Regions from separate parts of the Sus scrofa genome. Here region 1 is linked to region 2. A link is a contact called in public Hi-C data. All regions are on one chromosome and are shown on one strand. Each heading gives the region's core, a stretch centred on a gene start, on an enhancer-like site or on the middle of the called end of the contact. The rest is flanking DNA. Distances are from core to core; before and after follow the strand shown. Region 1 overlaps PTPRK (receptor-type tyrosine-protein phosphatase kappa). Region 2 holds the start of PTPRK (receptor-type tyrosine-protein phosphatase kappa).

Region 1 (3,277 bases), core at 163-2,662, 210 kb before region 2:
GACAGCTCCTGCTACACTAAATGAAAACAGGTATGATTTAGTAGAATAACAAGAGACTTCTGTCATATACTTGCAATAATTATTGTGTTAATGGGACGCTTTTCTTGATTTGTTTACATTTGTTTACACACTGTAAGTTGCATCAATGAATCAATACAAGCAGAGTCCAAAGGAAAAATAAAGCAGGTGTTTTATAATAAAAGCAAATCACCACCAGGAACCAGACAGAAGTTACCCTCACCAGATAAGTTTTAAGAAAACAATGACTATAATAACATGGAAGTTTTTTCAAACCTTATTTAGAATACTTTAAATGAAATACATAGGGAATCACTGCGTAAAATTCAGCAGCAAAAGGCTGCCTTGTTAATAACAGCCAATCAAACAAAAGTTATAGCGTGAGTGTAAAAAAATGAGCCCAAGTGCCCATGTTAGGGAATTACTGTTGCCAGAACTAAAATAAGCCAACTTTAGTTGTGGCTAACTTCAAAGGTCACTGATACGGCTAAAGTCCAAAACTTTAAAAGCAAGATTAAATTAGGACAGAAGAAAGAGGGAATGATTTCAACCATTTAATAATAAACAACTTAGTCCATACATGATGATAAGAAGCTTTCACTTAGCACTTGATCAAATATTAAAACAGAGTAAAGGTGAGGTTCCCATCATGGAGAACTACTTCCCATTCATATGTTGAAGTCCTGATCCCGTGTGTGTGTGTGTGTGTGTGTGTGTGTGTGTGTGTGTGATATTATATTAGAGATTGAGACTTGGGGGTGATTAAGGTTAAATGAGGTTAAAAGCTTAGGACCCTAATCTGATAGGCATGGTGCCCCTATAAGAAATGGATGAGACAGGAGTTCCTGTTGTGGCTCAGTGGTTAACGAATCTGACTAGGAACCATGAGGTTGCAGGTTTGATCTCTGACCTCACTCAGTGGGTTAAAGATCCAGTGTTGCAGTGAGCTGCAGTATAGGTTGCAGACCTGGCTCCGATCTGGAGTTGCTGTGGCTGTGGTGTAGGCGGGCCACTACAGCTCCAAATAGACCCCTACCTAGCCTGGGAGCCTCCATATGCCGTGGGTGTGGCCCTAGAAAAGGCAAAAAAAAAAAAAATAAAAATGAAATGGATGAGACAGACAGCAGAGCTCTCCCTCTCTGTTATGTGAGGATACAGGGAGAAGCTGGCCATCTGCAAGCCAGGAAGCGAGCACTCACCAGGAACCAAATAGACCAGCACTTTCATCTTTAGCCTTTGCACTGTAACAGAAATAAATTTCTATTGCTTAAGGCACCCAGTCTATAGGATTTTGCTATGTTAGCTAGAGCAAACGAATACATCTTCCTACCCTCTTTTCTTCAGTGGGGCTCAACAAAGATGAATGAGGACCAGTAAAAACTGGAAGCACTCCAAGAGCTATGGCACAAGAGTGATAACCTCTCTTCCTCACTCTGCATGGATGGTTCATGAGCATGCCCTTACTCCAGCCCCTGCCCTTCAAGATCATCTTTCAGAGACTTTTTATTTAAGTAAACAGTCATTTGGTTTAAGTCCCAATCTTCTTGGGTCCAAAGCCAGAAGTATCTTTGGAGTGTAACAAACGTTCCATTGCCAAAATATCAGTGAAATGCATGTTAACATAAACCTTTAAAAAGGAGACAAAAACAAAAGATGCCATGCTTATCCGGTTCTTATAGTTTGTTTTGTTTTTTTTTTTTTAAACAGCGGAAAATGTTAAGAAGAAAATGGGTTGCAAAAGCTCAGTGTTTATTTCTCAGTGAATTAGGGGGTAAGAAAAAAAAGAGGCACATTCTGCTATATTATTACTTTCCAATTTCTGGCCAAACCCCTGTAGTTTTCATCACGCATCATTTTTGTGATTAATGATGTGCACCCAGTTAATGGAAAACAGCAGATTAGGTTTCCACTAATAGTTTTGGAAGTTCTGTCTGTCTGCCTCATTTGGTAACAACCTCACTGTTCAGTAAGAAACTAATGGATTTAATCCCAAAGCAGAATTTAGTTTTACACATACAAGACAGGTCAGATTTCCAGAGTGGAGACAATTACATTTTTAGAGGTATGCTGATCTTCAGTTGAAATTTAACACTGAGATTATACCTCATAAGGTTGGGGTTGTAATTTTATTTTCTTTTTTAGTTCTTTTTAGGGAGCAATTAAAAAATTTACAGTACTTACTTAAGGCCTATTAAAATAGGCAGAATTAGCAACTTGTAACCATGGCAAACAAAATACTTGTAATATGATACTTTCTATAATTAGCATACTGAGCTAAAAAGACATTTATTTTTCTGAAGACACCAGTGAGAAACAGTTCCTTATATATTAGTGTATCACTTCAATGTTTATATCATTAATAAAATTTACATTTGCTTATTCGGTTTCACTATAGAAAATGTTGGTTCCAAATAATTATGGCTTAACAAAAACGATGAGGTACAGTGGAAAACATACTAATCTAGGAATCAAGAAATCAAGAGGCGAGATTTATAGAATAATTTCTGCCTCAAATTACTCTGGAAACAAATCTTTTGTTTTCACTTTCCCCACAACATTTCATAGCTCTATCTCTTAAGTCATTTAACAATTCTTAGATTGTTTCAAGTTTTATCTAAGTACATTCAATATTCCCGTGTGGACCTACATTTTTATCTCCTGTAGGGCCAAGCTACACTGTATACTTCAGGAGAAGAGATATCCCCAGTGTGGGGTCTCATGCCATTAAGGTGTCAATTAATTAGACATTTTCATAAATAAAAAAACCTGAGAAGAAGAGAGCATGGATGGGGAAGTATGAAGAGCTAGAGCACAGAGTACTTTTAGGGCGGTGAAAATACCCTGCAAGAATCTACAATGATGGATTCATGTCATTATACATTTGTCTAAATTCTTAGAATGTACAACTCCCAGAGTGAACCTGCTAATTAACTGTGTACTTTGAAGGATTATGGTGTGTCAGTATGGATTCACCTATTGTAACAAATGTACCTCTCTGCTGGGAGATGTTGATAATGGGGGAGGCTATGAGTGTGAGGGGACAAGGGGTATATGGTAAATCTCTACCTTTCTCTTGATTTTGCTGTGAACCAAAAACTGCTCTAAAAAATAACATCTTATAAACAAAGAGAATAACATGCTTTCATAATAGAAGAAAATGCCAAGAATGCTGAGCACTTAATAAATCCAATAGAGTTCACAAGTTTTTAAATTTATCCATCATCACATTAACCTAACTTTATGGCAACACCTACTATGT
Region 2 (3,360 bases), core at 703-3,202:
GAAAATTAAGCTATCAGATCATTCATTGCACTGAGCTGTTATCCTCTGCATACATTACTAGTATACATAACTTTTCCTCTGCTCGGTGCATTGCATAATCTGCCTGAGTGCACACCACAGACTGCCACCTGAATCTGTTGTCTAATTCCTTTTATAGAGTTCTAAAGGAGAGAAAGGAGACGGAAGGGAAATAAACATTACTCCGGGAAACAGCAATCTGAGTTTATTTCCAGGAAACCGGGTAGCCACAACAACGAGAGAAACTGACAAGTGCAAAGTTCTTTCGTTCTCCGCGTCCTGTGGCCACAGCCAGGAGAGGGGCTGTCGCTTCCCCCGTCTTCTCCAGCACTCCTCGGCCACCTCTGCGTCTCCATCTGCACCGCGAACCAAGGCAGCGCTCGCCAGCCAAGCTGAGCTGGGTAGGCTGGCCAGAAAAGTTGTCAGGACCGGCGGGAGGCAAACGATTGCCCGGGAGCCTGCTCCCCAGCGTCCACTTGGTGAAACTTCAGGGCCCCCAGAGGAGAGAACGAAAGAAGCAACCGACAGGAAGGATGACAAAACTGGAAGGGAACGGAGGATGGGAATGCGAGAGACGGGGCTTCATGGACTTCTCTAAGTGGTTTTACTAGAATATAAAGTGCTTAACACGCGAGACCGCACCGCATCCCTCCTTTTGGGTTCTCCTGGCGGGTGGCAGTCGTTTGCAGTCCCCAATCATCCAAGCGGGCTCCGGGAGCAGCTGGGCCAGCTTCGCGGTGGCTCTGCCGGAGAGGCGGGCTCCCACACCGTGGGTCAGGCTTCCCCGACCCGGCGCCCAGACCTCGCTGCCCAGGACGATCCTTAGAATCGTGTTTCCAAACACCTAGCAGGCTCCGCCAACACACACACACAACACACACACACACACCCTACTCCGCGCAGTGCCCTAACCCACCGGGCGAGCCCAGGAGCAGCCCGCCACTGGGGGAGGAGAAAAGGACTGCGGGAAGGACGGGGAAGTAGTTAGACAATAGTCAAGGGAGGTTATTCCCTGGACAAAAAGCACCTGGCAAAGCGCGCCGAGGTCAGTCCCTTCGAGTCTCCACATTTCTGACAATGGCTTCCCGGGGGAAAAAAAATTTGTGAACGCTCCAGTGGCAGAGAGCCACAAGCCCGCACCACGAGCAACAGCGTAGCCATTCCCAGAGTCGTAACTACTTTTTCTTTCTCTCTTCCCCGGCGCGGTGCAGCCTGCGCCGGGCGCCGAGAATCCCAGTTTCCCAAGAAAAGCCCAGTCTCGCGCACTCCCCACAGCCCTGCCCGCCGGCGCTCCGAGCGAGCCTCTGCCGGGAACAATGGGTTGCGAGGATGAAAGTTACCTGAGCCGGTGGCGCCCAGGAGAGTGCCCCGTTTCCCACCTGGCATAAAGTCTGGGGACATCGCTCCCTCCGCCTGGTACACCCCCGGGCCGCTAAAGCTTCTCCTAAACCCTTGTTCCCAGCCCTGGAGTGGAGCCGATTCCACCCCCGGCGAACCCGGGCCCGGGGCGTTCGTCGGGGTTCCGGAGTTCCGGACGCCCCCACTCCCACCCCGCGCCCCGCCCCGGCCACTCACCTGCGGAGAACTGGCCTTGGGCCGACCCTAGGAGAGGCCAAGGGGAGAGGAGCAAGAGCGCTACAAAAACAGGCAGCGCCGCCGCCGCTGTATCCATGTCGACTTTGGGAGAAGTTTCAAGCCGCTTTGCAAAGAGCGGCCGGGGGTATCGCAGCGAAATCCACGGCTGGGCGGCCGGCCGGGCCTGGCGGGGTGAGGGCGGGGAGTCGACGGCCGCCCTCCAGCACTTTTTCCTGCTCCGCGGTCGCCAAACTACCTCTGGGGCGCCAGCGTCGCCCGCGTCGCCCGCCGGCCGCGGCGGCAGCTCTCCATGCTCGGCAGAGGCTGCTCCTGTTAGTCAAGAGTTACTTTGCTCGGGGAGGGACGGGGGCGGAGCCAGGGGTGACGTAGCCCCGCGGGCTCGGGGCGCTTCTGAGGAATGCTGGCTCGGGCGCGCCGCCGCCTGCCGGAGAGACGCGCGCCAACCCCGGCCGCGCGCCCAGCGCTCCGCTTTGCCTTTGTTCGCCACCCGGGCCCTGCCGCCCGCCGCGGCTCCAGGCCAGCAGGCGGGAAAGGGGACCGCGCACCGCTGGCTGCCCTGTTCCAGAAATCGCATTTGAGAAGCGAGAGTTGGGTAAGCAGTGTGGCCGGACCCCGGAGGACAAGCGCAGAGAAACCCCGCCGCCCGAGCAGTGCCGTCCTGGGGTTCTGTCCCCAAGGTGGAGGTCCCATCGGAGCGCTGGCGGTAGGGAGAAGCGTAGACGTGCCCGGAGGAAACACCCACCTGCCTTGCAAACTCTCTGTTCTCTATTCATGTACTTGGGAATAAGACACCCCACCCCCGTAGAAAACTTATTGTTCCTTCTTCATACAAAAATAAAACTTGAACCAAAATAAATGTTCAGTAACTTTCCAGCGTGAACAGCTGGCATGGCTCCTTTCTGATTTGTCATTTGCCGAATATTTGGATTTACTTTCTGCTTCACTGACTTTGCTTGTTGCTCTGAAACCTTCCGGCCTCTTTCCACTTCTTCCCTCCGGAAGAACCTAAGAACTGCATCAGGACATATAATCTTTGCCTCTCACATGCGTCGGCTGGAATAGGAAAGGTTTTTTGTTTTGTTTTTAATATCCGAGAGCTTTTTAAGATCTAGGTATTTAACAAAAGAACTTTACCCCCACAAAGAAAACAGCAACGAATGATTTCATCCGGATGAAAATAATGCTATATTGTGACAGTAAAGTATTTTACAGTTTGCTACTTCTTCAGCAGCTTGAAGAGGTTTCCCCATATGCCACACTTACTTGCTTCTGTGAAAAGACTGTATAGTGCATATTTTAATCATTTTTATAAAATAGATGTGGTCACAATTGAATCAACATAAATTTTATTCAGAATTTTGACATCATATATACAATACCTAGAACAATGGAATCTCTTGACTGACATCTGTCAGTTCCTCAGCTTTTAGTTTTTGTAAATCAAGACAATGTGACATTCAATTATATCTAACATTCACACAATTTACCAAGGCACATATTCCTTTATTCAGATTAAGCATGTGATATTAATGACCAGATTTATTTTAGAGCTGTATATATATATATATATATATATGTATGTATGTATGTATGTATAGTGTGTGTGTGCATATATATTCAGCAGGAAAAACATTTTTTTTTAAATTTCATAAGCATAGAGGCTTGACTCAACATAACTGAGAGTCTCATAGCTGGCTCTTTTGCACACTGACGAGTCCAACACTTGTCAATTCAATTCAGCATTAA

What was found. Hi-C and Micro-C count contacts between places; a contact is called where the count stands out from the background.
Region 1: a Hi-C map of liver shows a contact between it and region 2, with 1.8 times the contacts expected there. The contact joins the enhancer-like site here to the promoter of PTPRK in region 2. A contact is called at or near these places in 1 of 5 promoter capture datasets (liver), 6 of 47 Hi-C or Micro-C datasets (embryonic fibroblasts, fetal heart ventricle, liver and 1 more) and 1 of 2 datasets of contacts at active chromatin or transcription factors (skeletal muscle).

Annotation. Positions count from the first base shown.
Region 1 is chr1:34,900,661-34,903,937 of Sscrofa11.1, reverse strand. The region is part of intron 3 of PTPRK (receptor-type tyrosine-protein phosphatase kappa); the gene reads right to left. Among named protein-coding and RNA genes, the nearest start is that of PTPRK, 210 kb to the right of the region's middle. Within about 2 kb of position 1,412, at least 4 of the 83 cell types and tissues checked have an H3K27ac peak or open chromatin away from gene starts, as enhancers often do. A contact at or near this core is called in liver, where this site is marked.
Region 2 is chr1:34,691,955-34,695,314 of Sscrofa11.1, reverse strand. PTPRK (receptor-type tyrosine-protein phosphatase kappa) reads right to left here and starts at 1,952. Exons shown (of 30, transcript XM_003353215.4): 1 at 1,594-1,952. The coding sequence starts at 1,690.